Linked DNA regions of Oryctolagus cuniculus: region 2 is linked to region 1. The links are chromatin contacts, called in public Micro-C maps. All regions are on one chromosome and are shown on one strand. The core of a region is the stretch at or near the end of the contact, and the rest is flanking DNA. Distances in the headings are between cores, read along the strand shown.

Evidence for each region. A called contact is a pair of places that touch in the nucleus more often than the background predicts.
Region 2: a Micro-C map of ear pinna shows a contact between it and region 1, with 2.3 times the contacts expected there. The contact joins the promoter of GLYCTK here to the promoter of TNNC1 in region 1. A contact is called at or near these places in 3 of 6 Hi-C or Micro-C datasets (ear pinna, psoas muscle and an unstated tissue).

The regions. Positions count from the first base shown.
Region 1 is chr10:97,255,070-97,262,687 of mOryCun1.1, forward strand. TNNC1 (troponin C1, slow skeletal and cardiac type) reads left to right here and starts at 6,354. Exons shown (of 6, transcript XM_002713240.5): 1 at 6,354-6,620. The coding sequence starts at 6,597. It overlaps NISCH (nischarin), which reads right to left and starts at 5,024. Exons shown (of 21, transcript XM_051852340.2): 1 at 4,777-5,024; 2 at 2,745-2,828; 3 at 1,195-1,377. The coding sequence starts at 4,872.
Region 2 is chr10:97,413,439-97,420,680 of mOryCun1.1, forward strand. GLYCTK (glycerate kinase) reads right to left here and starts at 4,851. Exons shown (of 5, transcript XM_017343861.3): 1 at 4,733-4,851; 2 at 2,483-2,898; 3 at 2,114-2,265; 4 at 1,334-1,509; 5 at 1-1,063. The coding sequence starts at 2,859. The coding sequence ends at 197.

The DNA of each region.
Region 1 (7,618 bases), core at 5,104-7,603:
TTTAAAAATGAGACCAAAGTCTACATACTGCTGTGCGACCTGCTCTCTTCCTGTCACACACTCCTCCTCTCTGCAGCTATCCCGTCATTTCTTCCCAGCAGCACAAAACCTGACTGCACGGCTTTGGGGCCTCTGGTTCTCTAACCCCCAGCTGTACTTCTAGCTACAGTCCTGGAATGCTTACCTCTGTTACATATGCTTTCTGTATCTGCCTGCTTCTTCCTTAGAATAAACTCTGAGAATTCAAACTGTTAGGGCTTTCAACATTTGGTTTAAAACTGTCCTTCCTGGGGCCGGTGCTGTGGCGCAGCGGGTTAATGCCCTGGCTTGTAGTGCCGGCATCCATATGGGGGCCAGTTCGAGACCCAGCTTCTCCACTTCCAATGCAGCTCTCTGCTATGGCCTGGGAAAGCAATAAAAGACGGCCCAAGTGCTTGGGCCCTGCACCCACATGAGAGATCCGGAAGAAACTCCTGGCTCCTGGCTTTGGATTGACACAGCTCCAGCCATTGTGGCCAACTGGGGAGTGAAGCATCGGATGGAAGACATCTCTCTCTCTCTCTCTCTCTCTCTGCCTTTCCTTCTCTCTCTGTGACTCTGACTTTCAAATAAATAAATAATTGTTAAAAAAAAAAAAAAGAAAGAAAAACCTGTCCTTCCTGAAGTGTGACAACTCATTCAGTCACCAGCCCCCCATGACTGTTCTGCTCCCCAGAAGGTAGCGTGCACTCACTGCCACCCGTCTCCCCCCGGAGGAAGGTGTCTCCCTCAGCTTCAGCACCCAGATGATGCCCCCCAAGATGGCAATACTCCGCCACGACACACTCATCTCTTAACTAGTCTAGAGCTGCGCACCAACAACTCAACAGCGGTCCCTGCAGATGCCAGCTCTTCCTGCTGTGTCCTCGCCCACGGGGATGGAAACCAAGCCAGCTGACACACCCACAGGCCACTTTTGCTAAACAGAATGTCTAACTTTGGTGGGGGAAAACTTCTCTGTGGCCACCGTCAGCCGAATTTAAAGCAAATCTGTCCACAAACATTGCTTCTGCCCACACGCCATCCCTAACCAGAGTGCCGCTCCTCCACCTCCCAACCTCACGGTCCCACTCCAGCCACCTCTCCTCAAAACGGAGGCCCACACTGGTTTGCTGCCTAGGGCTCTGGCAAAGGTGCAGCCCGAGGGGAACTCACGTAGAACTGAAAATGCAGGAAGTGGGCCAGCACCCTGGGGGCCACGGCAGGGAAGGCGGCCAGGAGCGTCTGCAGGTACACCTCCAGATCCTTCTCCCGCTTCTCCACCAAGCTCCGCGAGTTCTTCCCTATTATCTTCTTGGGCGGAAGCAGATTCTTATCAATCTTCCTCTCCGTGACAAGCTGTAAGAAAACACAAGCACATCAGAGACCAAGAGTCCCTGCCCACATAAGCCCAAGGCGCAGAGCTGGAGGGCAGGTGCTTGTCAGGACTTCTACTGCCTTCCTGGCACCAGTGCCATGATTAGGGATCCAACCAGCACACCCAGGATCTGGCCTCTTCAAGCCCACATGGTGTGGGACGCACCAACACAATTCCAAATGAGTAACTCCATTTGGGGACTCTGGAAGCAACAGAAAAGTTATAGGTCTGGGCCCCTAGAACTGCCATCTTCTCCAAACGAGGATGAAAACCAATCAAGAAGAATGCTTGTCTATAAACACATTGCCAAAGGCCCAGGGAGAGGCAGCTCTCTCCAAAAGCAAAGAAAGAAATGGAATCCTGGCCAGATATGAAAGTACAAGCTGTGGACCGGCTACAGTTAACTGGACCAAGTTCAAACCTGTCCCTATCCCACTGAGGACTGACAACTTTTTTTTTTTTTTTAAGATTGATTTATTATTTGAAAGGCAGAGTTACAGAGAGAGAAAGAGAAACAAAGATTTTCCATCTGCTGGTTCACCCCTCCCCACCAAATGGTGCAACAGATAGGGCTGAGCCAGGCTGAAGTCAGAAGCCAGGGGCCCAAGCACTCGGACCATCTTCCACCGCTTTCCCAGGTGCATTAGCAAGGAGCTGGATCGGAAGCAAAGCAGCCGGGACCCAAACTGGCACCCACACGGGATGCCGATGCTGCAGGTGGCAGCTCCATCTTCTGTGCCACAAGGCCGGCCCCAGGCCTGGCAATCTTAAAGCTGAAATTCAGAAATTCAGATATGCCCCTTGCAGACTGTCTCACGCTCGGGCTGAGTTTCAGGGGTCCACCAGTTCCTTTTTTTTTTTTTTTTTTTTTTGACAGGCAGAGTGGACAGTGAGAGAGACAGAGAAAAAGGTCTTCCCTTGCCGTTGGTTCACCCTCCAATGGCCGTTGTGGCCAGCGTGCTGCAGCCGGCGCACCGCGCTGATCTGAAGGCAGGAGCCAGGTGCTTCTCCTGGTCTCCCATGCAGGTGCAGGGCCCAAGCACTTGGGCCATCCTCTGCTGCATTCCCAGGCCACAGCAGAGAGCTGGCCTGGAAGAGGGGCAACCGGGACAGAATCCAGCGCCCAGACCGGGACTAGAACCTGGGGTGCCCGCGCTGCTAGGTGGAGGATTAGCCTAGTGAGCCGTGGCGCCGGCCTCCACCAGTTCCTTTCACAATTACATTAATAGGCTGCTTTAGCAAAGAAGTAAACTACAGGCAAGCAGCCTATTTTGCCTTAAAACTCATGTGTGGCGTAACAGGAACTTGACCCCAGCGCCCCAAGCTGAGACACAGGCTCACAGGTTACCTTTTCATGTAGATCATGGAAGTCGCTGTAGCGGTGCTTGACTGTCCACTCGTGGCCGCCATCAGTGACCCGGATGATGTAAACCTAAAAGGGGAAAGCAATAGCCCTAGTGGCCGGGGGAGCCAGCCCACAACGGGTCCCTCTCCCCACAGCGATGACTTCAGGGCCCTCAGAGAGCACCCTGCTCCTAAATGGCCAAAATTAGAGACTGTCCTTGTCCAGCGGCCTCTGCACTTGACCCCTGTTGAGCAGGGCATCCCTCTCTCAGACCCCGAGGCTGGGAAGCTCTGGAGATGGGCCTGTGGCTCCACCCATCAGTGAGGACTGGAAACGTGACTGTACAACGAGCCACCTCTCTGGTTCACCTTCTGCTCCCAGTGAGTTCAAACCCAGCCTTAGCTGCAGAGGCCACCCCTTCCAGGCATGCAGAGCAGGGCCACGACCAGCGAGATCAGTCTCTCTGCCGTATCTCTTTCCCGGTGCCCTGTCTACCTCCTGGAAGCAAATCCTTTCCCCACTTTTTCAACTGGTTCACGGCTATGGTTTCTGGCGCTGAGGAGGAATCAAGGACCAGGAAGCTTAGGGGGAGGCAGTGGCAGGCAACGGCGCCCTAACAGGCAGGCAACGTGGCTTTCCATTTGGGAAGACCTGGGTCCAAACCCTGGCTCTGCCATGTCCTGGCTGTGGCTTATGCATCACTCATGTAGGTGAATCGGAGCCCAAGTTCTGAGCCTCAGTTTCTCCCTCTTAAACTCTGGTAGGTTTAAGCAGCAAGGAAGTTCTCATACAAAATGCTGCCAACAGGGCAGACGTCATCCTAACGTCCAACGAGGCAAACCCAGGGACAGATAATGAGGGGGCCGGCAGGGACCCTCACTTCCCCTCCACACACTGAGGGGCTCAGCCCGATATGGAGACCGCCTCATGCTGACTGCAGCCCACAGAGGAGGGACAGCCAGTCCTACCCCTCGCCTAGCGGGGCCCCAGTCCAAGTTTCCTGCCCTTCTCAGCGGCAAGCAGGGAACTGAGAGAAGAGTCACTTCAGCTTAAGCCCGTGGCTCCAGGACCCGCCCCAGTGCCTCTTCCCACCCCAGCCCCCAAAGGAGAAAGAGCCAGAGGAAAAGTCACCAGGGAGGGGCCTTAGAAGGTGGACCAAGAGGGTGGGCACAGGGGCAGGGTCAAAGCCCCCCACCTTCCAGGAACAAAGCACAAGGCAGGAGGTGCTCACTGCATCCCAACCCAGGGCCGCTTTTTGCCAGGTACCCCACCAGGCTCATGGCTTGGCACCTACCCTCCCCTACTCCACGGTCAGAAATCAAGCCCCCTTTCTGACCTGTCTCCCCTGTGGCTTGGAAGTATGTGCCAGGGCTTGCTGCCTGCCCCACCTCCGCCTACAGCCAAAGCCACGGGGTTATCCCACGGTTTCTGGATCCGCGTTCAAGTTCTGAGACCACCCCCCATTTCCCCACGGCTGGCCTCCACCCTTCTCATCTCCACCAGATCCCCAGGGTCCCCTGTATACCAGTACAGCCCCTCACTTCTCAGAGCACATCTCTGCCGCCATCCCAGCCAACCCCCAGCAAGCCCCGCCCCCTCTCCTTCCCCGCCGGCAGGGCCCTGGTCCTTAACCCTGATTGCATCCATCACGGTTCTTCCCCACACATCCCCTTCCCTCTCGGACCCCCTGACAAGGCTCCCCCCACTCCACGGCTACCACCCTTCCAGGCCTAGAGGATCTAGAAGGGGTCCGCATCATCTGGACAGCCTCTCCCTCCCCAGAGCCCCTTTATTCCCAGATCCTCCCTAACCCAAGTCTCCTTTTCTGATCGCATACCCTTTTCCGGAACCCTCCCTGCGGACCTGCAGAACCCAGACCCCTCCCCAAATTTCCTATCCCAGGCCCCTCTCCTCGGAACCGCAAACGCCTCCACCCACTCCAACCGGCCGCGGGACCCTGACCCCTCCTCATGCCTCCTCAACACCCTGACTCCGGCTGCCACCCCTGGTGCGGGTGCCCACGCCCCCAGCACACCGTATACGTGTCCACGAGCTCGGAGCCCACGACGCGCGCTTCCTTGGCCGGCTCGGCCTCCCGCTCGGGCCCGAAGCCGCCCGCCGAAGCCGCCATGTTCGGGGCTCCGCCGCCACAGCCGCTCGGCGCAGACTGGCAGCAGCAGGGGGCGGGGTCAGCGTCCCACCGCCCCCAGGCCCCCGCCGCCCCCCGCCCCCGCCTCGCGCTGCGCCGCCATCTTGGCCCCGCTGCTGTCTCAGCCTTCGCCCCGCCCCTCGCGCGCAGTGGACGGTAGCCGCCGCCGGCGCGCATGCGCACCCCGCGGGACCCGCTCGCTCCCGGCGCCTGTGTTTGCGTGGCGCCGCGGCGGCGCAACAGAACGCAGAGCGAAGAGTCCCAGCCCTGGAGAAAGGAGGCTGGAAGGCTTGTGGCCTTCTGGGCTACGGTTCCGCCCGGCTCAGTTTCTTTCTCCGGAAAAGAGGGCAGTCGTAGCGCATCCCCAGGCTGTCAGACTCATGCCCCTCCTGGCAGGAGACAGGAGCTGGGCCCGTGACTCGGCCAGTCCCAAACCTCTCCAGGCTTGGGCATCTGCTGACCCGGTGGCCCCTGGAGAACTTAGCGAGCCCAGCACGGAGTAGTCTGCCAGCCAGGGAGTTTATCCAGCGGGAGCTCCGCAGGGGTGGGGGCGGAATCTGGAGAGGAGCTGGCATGGTGGGTGGAGGGAAGGGGACGGTCTGGCCGCTGTGCGCGAAACCCCAGGTGGTGTCCTGCCTGAGCGCAAGGTGGGGGGAGACAGGCTGGCCCTGCCCCCCCCCCCCGCCCGGGCAGGTGCCACAGTGCTGCCCAGGGGCAAGGAAGCCCTGACCCAGTGGAAGACCCAGCTACAGGTGAAGACGCTGGGAGGGGGAGGTTTCTAGGGGTGGTATCTGAGTGCAGCTGGCTCAAGCACGGGGCAAACTGGAGGCCTGGGCCGTGGCCTCTCTGGCACTTCCAGCTGAAGGGCTCCGGATTACCCGGTCCTTCACCGGTTCCATGGCACCGTGCCTTGGCATTTGGCATCTCTCCGCAGGGCCCTGCACCCCCCGTGCTGGCCTTGTCCCTCACTTGGGGAGGGTTCGCTTAAGGCAAGGGCTGCCGAGACTGCCGAATCTTGGCCAAGTCAGCACTCCTCCAGGGCCTCGGTCGTGTGCATCCCCACGACTGGGTGGAAGGTTGAGCTGCCGCATGCAGGCGTGGCCTGAGGCCTCTACCTCCCCCCATTCGTTCAAGAAAGCTGTCTAGGGTGGCAGAGCGGGGCAAGCCACTGCTTCCAAGGCTGGTGTCCCGTCTCAGACTGCAGTTCGAGTCTGGACTGATCTGCTTCTGATCCAGCTTCCTGCTGATGCGCCTGGGAAGGCAGCAAACCATGGCTCAAGAACTTAGACTCCTGCCACCCATGTAGGAGACCAGGTTGGAGTTCCTGGCTCCCGGATTCATCCTGGCCCAGATTTGGCTGCTGTTTGGGAGAGTGTTCCAGCCAATGGAACCAGCCCTCTTTCTCTCTCTCTCCTGTTATTCTGCCTTTCAAATAAAATATCTTTTAAAAAAAAAGAAGCTTTTCTAGGGAGTCTTACGTGTGGTGTGAGGGGCAGAGGGCTGCTCCTTGCAGCCTTGCATCTGCTCCCTGCCCTAGGCAAAGGACACAGGGAGTCTGGCCAGCCCGAGCTCCCCGGGACGGGGAGGGGGCGGAGGACGCTGCACGCCGCGGTGGGCTGGGCTGGGCCGGGAATGCAGAGCAGGGCTATTTAAGCCGAGGCCCAGGGCTGCTGGCAACCCCAGCAGCCGTCCTGTGAACTGACAGCATGGATGACATCTACAAAGCTGCGGTGAGGAAGCAGAGGGGCAGGGCTGGGGTGGGGGAGCCGCTGGGAACTTAGCCCAGAATGGGGGCGGGGGGACCCCCAGCAAAGTGGGGGGGACCCAGGAGAGGCCCACACAAACATGCATCTTCAAAGGGACGGTGGGTCTGGCATGGGGGGGGGTTCAGTCTAGTGGAGCTGGCAGGGTGAGTGGAGGGGGTCAGAGCCTTTGCCGTCAAGCCCCCTGTTTCCCGTGTCTGTAGGCTGTGTGCCCATCTCGGCCACATCTCTGCATCATGTCTCCGCATCTCTCAGCTCCCCTGGAGCTGCCTCTCTGAGTCTCTGTGGCTGTCTCCTGTCTCCTGGCCCTCCCTGCCCCTCGCAGCCTGTCGCTCGCACCCTTGCAGTGCCCCTCCAACCTCCACTTCCTAGCTGACTGGAACGTGGCCAGGGGTCGTGAGGAGCAGGCTGCAAGACCCGAGTCTGGGCTAGGGAAGGGGCATGGAAGCTCAAGGCAGGGAAGGACTAGGTGTGCGTGCAGGAGAGGTGGGGCAGGGAAGACGGGAACCGACAATGAGGGGCCCAGCCCACGGGTAAACTCAGGGCTCAGTGGTTTAGCTGGGGACGAGGGTCAGGGAGCAAGGGCTGGAGAGTGGTCACCCCAAGTACCTGCACCCTGCTGGGGTCACTGAGGGGCTTCAGACCCTGTTCCATCCCGGGGGGGTGACCTCTGCCCCGGGGACAAGCACATGGGAGCCCAGGCGCTGTCCCCAGGGGAACCCTCCCTCAGCCCCTTGAATGCGGCCCCACTCCTAGGCAGGGAAGGGCTATGGCTGGCTGTGGGGGTGTGCCCACCCACCCCCACCAGGGGGGTGGTGGAGGCAGCCCTCCGCCCAGTGCCCATACATGGCCTGGCGGGGCTGGGGACTAATTTTGGCTCCCTAGGCGACAGCAGTAGGCCAGGGGGCCAGATAACGCTGCCCCACCCCCAGCATGCCGAAGTCCCAGAACAATCACCAGGTTTA
Region 2 (7,242 bases), core at 3,601-6,100, 160 kb after region 1:
CCCCATCTGCCAAGCTGAATGGGGGGTAATAGACATGGAGCACAGCCCCTGGGTGGGTGGTACAAGCACCAACCAAGCAGCCAGGACCAAGATGACGGGCCCTAAATCATGAAGAGGCCTTGGGGACCAACTCTGGGCTGCCCTAGGACCCTGCCCTGTTGGCCTCCTCCCGGCTCCCAAAATGTGACCTACACCATCAGTGAGGCCACAGGAACAGGAGGTGGGCATCCATGACATTGGTACCTGTCAGCCCTGTGTGCAGCAGATGCGCCCCACCCTGCAGGCGGCAGAAGAAACCATGGGAGTCATTGTGGGCTAGGAAGGTGGCCACATCCAGGCCCTCAACAGTAGCCTGTCTGGCAAGGTCAGGTGTGACCCAGGCCCCAGCAGCCTCAGTGGGTCCATCCTGCCCATCAGTGCCACCACTCAAAAATAGCACATCAACAGACCCCAGAGGCCATCTTCCCAGTTCTACTCCAACTCGCAGGGCCAGCTCCTGGTTCCGACCCCCCTTGCCAGAGCCCTGCAGCTGCACCGTGGGTTCACCACCAGCCAGCAGGCAGACTGGGCCCCTAGCCCCAACCAGGGCCTCCAGAGCCTCCTCCAGCTGCAGGTCTGGGAGCTGGAGCTCAGCTGCCAGCTCATGGAGTTTTGCATCCTCCTCTACCAAAGACCCTGCCGTGGATGGGGTGAGGCGGGCGCCAGCTACTTGAGCCAGCAGCACATAGAACTGGGCTATACTTTTCACATCGCCCTGTATGGCCGTGCTCAGCACCATGGCCCGGTAGCCCAGTGCCTCGGCCTGCCGCTGGGCCTCAGCCAGTGCAAGCACATTGGAGCCGATGATCACGTTGAGGACGTGACCACAGGTGTGTGGCCCATGGGGGTCAGAGTCAGCTCGAGCAAACACGGTCTTCACAGAACGTGGCAGGGCAGCCCGGAGGCCATAGTGGTTGAGGATGTGCAGGCAATCTTGCACACTGTGGGTGCTGGCCACAGTGGGGCCACTGGCAATCACCTCCACAGGGTCGCCCACCACATCTGACAGGATCAGGCTTACCACCTAGGGAAGGGCCACCAGGCAAGGCTCAGGCCACCTCCTCCTTGCCCCAGAACCCTCTGGGTAACCAGACACCCTCACACCACCCAGTGTATTCCTCACCCGTTTCTAACCCCTCCAGGTGAACACGACCTCCCTATCTCCTTCCCATGATTTCACCCAGCTGGCCCTGTGGACGCTCACACCGGGCCCCTACCAATTTGTAGGCTATTCCAGGCTTTCATCTCCTGGGCACCTGCACAAGGCCACCTGGGGAAGAAGCAACTCACGCACCTGTGCAGGGTAGGCGGCCTGAGCCAGCCCCCCACCCTTGAGGTGGGACAGGGCCTTCCGGATGGTGTTCAGCTCCTGGATGGTGGCTCCACGGGCTGCCAGCAGTTTGGTGAGCATCTGCTTCTCCTCCAGGGTGACAGGTGGGATGGGGGCTGGCAGCAGGGCTGAGCCCCCGCCTGCAGAGTCAATGAAGGCCTCAGGCAAAAGGGATATCCTGACCCAGTGCATCAGACAAGCAGTGACAGACAAACCCACATGAAGCAGTAGGGCTGGAAAGGTGGGGTTAGAGTGCCCCCATGTGGACATGCAGTGAGTATGTGCGCAGTCACTGCACCCTGGCCACCACCGGAAAAAATTAACTGTTCCTTGAGACCATGAACATGGAGCAGAGTAGGGGGAGACAGCAGAGGACCGAGGAGCGGGCTCTGTGGAGGTCGGAGACCTAGGTATTATTTCCGGGTGACAACGGTGCAGACAGAAGCAACAGCAGGGACATTTTGCAGGAGCTCTGTTGATAGGTGAGGCCCCGCTTTAGATGCCCCCACCCCCAGAACCTCTCACTGTCACCCGAGGACAGTTCAGGGGGAGGACCCCACAGCTCAGGAGCGACCAGACAACTGGCCCAAGGCCATCTATGTATGAGTCATAAACCAGGCTCCCTGCCGCCTCCCTTGCCCCCAACTTTACCCTGGGACCCTGGGCACTGAGACCCACCTCTCAAAGACCTGATATTTGGAGCACCGCCCTGCCAGCTGCCCTGAGCCTATCTGGCATCCACACCTGAGATGAGCACGAGCAGCAGATCATCAGCTGTGAGCCCCTCAGCCAGCTGCCGGATGGCCAGGGCAGCCCGCAGAGCGTCTCGGTCCGGTAGGTTGTGCTCTGCGCCTTCGAATACCTGGATTCGGCTGTGTGGCTTCAGCAACATCTCCCTGAGAGCAAGAGACAGAGACGGGTTGGTGGGCATCTCTCCTCCCACCTGACTTCTCAGCTACAAGGTGAAGGGGGCACGAACGAGGACGCCCACTGACACCCGTCCCTGAGCCAGACTCAGTATAAAAGGGAAGCTGGTGAGGGAGGGTCCACCCCAGGTCTGAGCAGGTTTCCCTCCAGAAGGACTCTGGGGAGCAGCTCCCCGTGGTTTCTTACTGTCTGCCGGCGTGCTCCATGGCAGCACGGATCCCCTTGGGAACGCTGATCACACCCTGCACGATATGCTGGCCCAGGAGCTCTTCGGCGGCAGCTGCCATGCCCAGCACAGCCTTGCCGAAGCCCACCAGGTAGAGGTTCTGGTGCAGCTGAAAGCTCCGGTCCCGCACCTTCAGCTGCCTGCCGTCAGGGTCCAAGGACAGCGCCCGATGCAGCATGGGGCCCGGCAGCACAGCACCCACAGCACTCTCAAAAAGCTGCCGTGCCTGCCCTGCTAAGGCCATGCTGCTGGCTAGCCGGGCCACGGGGCCACCCCAGAGGAGTGGGCGCAAGGGGGCTCGGACCCAGCAGGGCAGGACCTGCAGGGCTGCAGCCATGCCCCACTGCCCTCAGCACCACCTGACGCCCATGGCTGCCTAGGGGGGAGAAAGCACCAGTGAGGAAGAGGTTATTGCAAGGCCAGAGACAGGAGGCTTCCCAAGCCACTGCTCTGGGCTCAGAACCAGTGGACCCCAGAGCTCCTGCTGCCAGAACGAGCCATCCGATAGCCTAAGGAGCCTTCAGGAAGCCCACAGCTACCTGACCTCAGTCCCTGCCCCTCAGTCAAATCCTCTTCTGCAGAGCACACAGCAGTCCTCTGGCCACTCTGCCCCAAGTTCAAAGTTCCTCTTGGCTGAGCCCTCCTCCTCTCAGGCTGGGAGTTAATCATTCACGGCAGGACAGTGCCTCCCAGTGGACCCTCGTCCCACCCCTTTTCTACCTCCCGTACTTCTGTGCCCTCACCAGAGGCCTGTGCCCTTTCTGGCCTCCTGCCTTGCCTCTCCTCTCCTGCCAGGAGGCTGCTGGTTGTCCCACCAGCTGACTCTGAGCCCACTGACCTTCAGCCTGCCCTATTTCACTGGCTCATGGATTGGGCTGGGGAGCCTGGGAATCTGGATATGTCGGCTGGGCCTGGGCACATACTCAGGGCACACAACCTGAGGAATGCCAAAACTCAGGGTCAGTGCAGCAAGAGGTTCAGGTTCAACTCTGCAGGGGCAGTATGATGCAACCTTAGAGAAGTCCCCAGGCACCGTGTGAGGCCTTGTGTCACTGAGCCCCATGTGCAGGACAGGAACAGATGCCCTTCTACCCACATAGCTGGCCAGACCCAAGCCTGCCAAGAACACCCCTCCTGGCCGTGAGATAACAGAACAAGCCCTGGTCACACCATACACAGTTGCGAGTGCCCAGTGGCTGGAACAAAGGCCAAGCATCCTCGGCTGAGCCCAACAGTCACTTTCCCAATGGGCAGAGTAAAATCTAGAGAAGCCTTGGGGTGAAGGTTAGGAAGCTGGTCAGGGTTTAAGGACAATAAAGCGCCAAAGCATCTGTGAGAACGCATCTACTTGAGTAACGCTGCAAGCTGGGTAGGAGGCTGGAAATTGGGGTTCCAGGCTAGCACTTTCTGGGTGCCTGGGACGCCTCCATTTCTCTCACAGCATTCATTTCAAATGAGAAATGAGGCAAAACTAAGACTCGTGCTCTGCCCTGGACACCCTGAGGGTCTCTGACGATGTCCCCTGCAACACAGAATTTCACACTCCTTTACCCCACTGTCAAATAACATGGCAACCTCTAGCCTGCGTTACTGTCAGCCTCCTATGAAAGAGGGCCAGCCCTGCCTCACTCCAGCTGAGAAAGGGAACGAGGGCATCACCACCACCGGGATTCTGAAAACGGCCCGGCTTCCACTGGGGGGTGGGAGGACCCCTGCCCATGAGGTTTGGGACTAAAAGTCAGTGCCTGCAACAGCTGACTTACGCAGCCCGAATGAACTCTGGACCTGTTTTCCAGAGGACAAAGGCCCAGAAGAGCCCAACTTCGCCAGTGGATAGCCTACGGTACGGGGAAGCTCAAGGGGTCCAGTTAAATTCAGATTTCACACTGCATCTCCTGTATATCCGCCAATTCTCCTCAGGAAAGTCTCTCCTAGCGTCCGAGACACTGCAGCGCAAAACACACAAACACCTAGAACAGCCCACACTCCTCTCCGCCACTATGTGGGGCTGGCGCCACTTCCGGCTTCACCCTCCACCCCCAAAACACACACCCAGCAGAGACCGGAAGTGACGCATTCCCCGGGTAGGGGCGGGGCTCTCGCCAGAGAAATGCCGCCGTGTAATACAGAATGACTCAAGGAATAAAGGCCCGCCGCCTCCTAGTCCTATGGCGCCCTGGCCAGTGACTGCTTCTGCAGCGGCAACTTACCGCTTTATAGCTCCTGGCCGCGGCCTTCGGAGCAGGAACCGGAAGTGCTTGCGGGGGGCGGAGCGAAACCCGGAAGTGTGGCGTCGGGCAGTCTGCCTTGGGGCGGGTTTAAAGCGGGTGCAAGATGGAAGCTGCGGTGGGACTGGGCGCCAGGGAAACCGCAGTGGGAATTAAGGCTTCGGCCGGGAATTATGACATTGGCTCCCCACTGACCACGAAGAGACTTGCAAAGAGTCACCTTCAGGCCTGAGTAATGGTAGTGCCAACTCCCTTCTCACTTGTGTTTAGTGACCCGTCATCTTATTTATCCTGGACGAAGCAGTCGGCAAATGCGTCCCTAAACTTCCGTTAGGTGCCAGGCGCTCGGCAGAGCATATGGACCCACAGCCCACCCCGGACCATCACATGCAGCCGTAGCTCAGCAGGAGCGTTCTGTTCGATGATCTTCGACCACAAGCCGCATGTAAACACACATGACCCCTGGACCTTTGTCGCTTTCCTTGTCACCCTGTGTCCACCCTGAGCCAGGCTTGATGCCTTCCCACAGACAGGACACGGGTTCTGGCCAGATTATCAAAGCACAAGAGTACAGTTTTCACGGGGAAATGGGGAAGGAGTTGCAGCACACCTCACAGGACAGACTTCCTAAAACTTACCAAAACCCGCTTCCCCATACCTGTTCCCTTTGTCAGTCGCCGCATATCTCAGTAGGTCAGCAAAATACGCTGTGTGCTGGTCACGAACAACACCCCACCTGGCTTCCAGCTCTCTCCCAGGGTTTTTCTTCCCCTTTATAATACACAACCTTTTATTCCCACTCCATCATCAAAATGAAGGTACCTCCTCTGCTTCCTTAACTGTTTAATGTGGAGGAGATTGTAAATACCACCAATTCATAGTTGTTCCTTGTGTATAGCAAGCTGTCTTCATCCATCCATGCATTATTCATCCCATTATTCAACATTTGAAAAAAGGACATTTCATGAGGTTTTTTTTAATTCCTTTTTTTTTTTTATTTGACAAATAGAGTTAGTGAGAGAGAAAGAGAATGGTCTTCCTTCCGTTGGTTCACCCCCCAAATGGCTGCTACGGCCGGCATGCTGCACCGATCCAAAGCCAGGAGCCAGGTGCTTCCTCCTGGTCTCCCATGCGGGTTCAAGAGCCCAAGCACTTGGGCCATCCTCCACTGCCTTCCCGGGCCACAGCAGAGAGCTGGACTGGAAGAGGAGCAGCCAGGACTAGAACCCGTGCCCATATGGGATGCTGGCGCCGCAGGCAGAGGATTAGCCAAGTGAGCCACAGCGCCGGCCGAGTTTTTTGTTTTTGTTTTTTAATTTCTTTTTACTTTATCTGAAAGGCAGAGAGAAAGAAAACTGTATTGCTAGTTCACTCTCCAAATGTCCACAACAGCTATAGCTGGACCAAGCCAAAACCAGGAGCCTGAAACAATCTGAGTGGGTCTCCCATGAGGTCGGCAGAAACCCAAGCACTTGAGTTATCATCTGCTGCCTCCCAGTGTGCACATTAGCCGGAAGAAGCTGGATCAGAAGAAGAGTGGGGACTTGACCCAGGCACTCTAGTAAGGGATATGACATTTAACCACTGTACCGCCGGGACCTCTACATAAATGTAGAACCAAATGCTGGCGCTGCTGGGCTAGGCAGGAAGTGGTACTTTTACTTGGGAAGCACTGCTTCTCTGACTGCATCCTCACACTGTTGCTGGGAGTGAAAATGTGTGCACCTCTCTGATTAGTTAGCAATGGAAACTCTCACAAAGAGGCCGGAGCTGTTCTGTCTGTTAACAGGAGACTAATTGTACCCATTTTAAATCCTTTGTCACCTTAGGCTAATCACAAAATAAATGCATTGGGCAACAGCAAGGTTTCAATGCCCACTGAACTGTGAATTTCTCAGTCTAATTCATATTATATTCCTACTACCCTGTATACCCAGGCACAAATAGAAGCTGGAATGTCTCCTTTTTTTTTTCTCTTGAAACAATTTTAACAGAACAGTGAAGTGTTCAGCTGCTAAGTGCTTACAGTGCCTGGGCAGAAAGGGCTTCATAAAAAGAAAAGACTGTGGTAAGTGGAAGCAGAAGGCTCTATGAAGCAATGGAATTTAGCGCTGAGAAAACAAGCGTCCCCAGAGTGTGTACTCACAGTGTCAGAGTGGCCATAAATATGCCAGCAGGCTTTGTGGAGGGCACTTCGGCAGTGAACACCAGTATAAAAAGTGTGACAGGCAGTTTCACCTCAAGGACGGAGTTGTGCGTGTGGAGAACATGGGGTAGGGGAAGAACTTTTCTCTTACCCCCTTAAGTCCAGTGACTGAGGCCCTGTAAATTAAGCTGACAAAACACAGATTATCGGGAGGGGAAAAGATTGATTTCACTTGCAGTGGAGGGCCTCACAGAAAGGAAGTGAAAACCCTGAAGTGGTTAGACTTGAGAATGTGTATACATTTTTAACAAGGAGTGATAAACTGCGGGGACCTGACAGGGCAAAA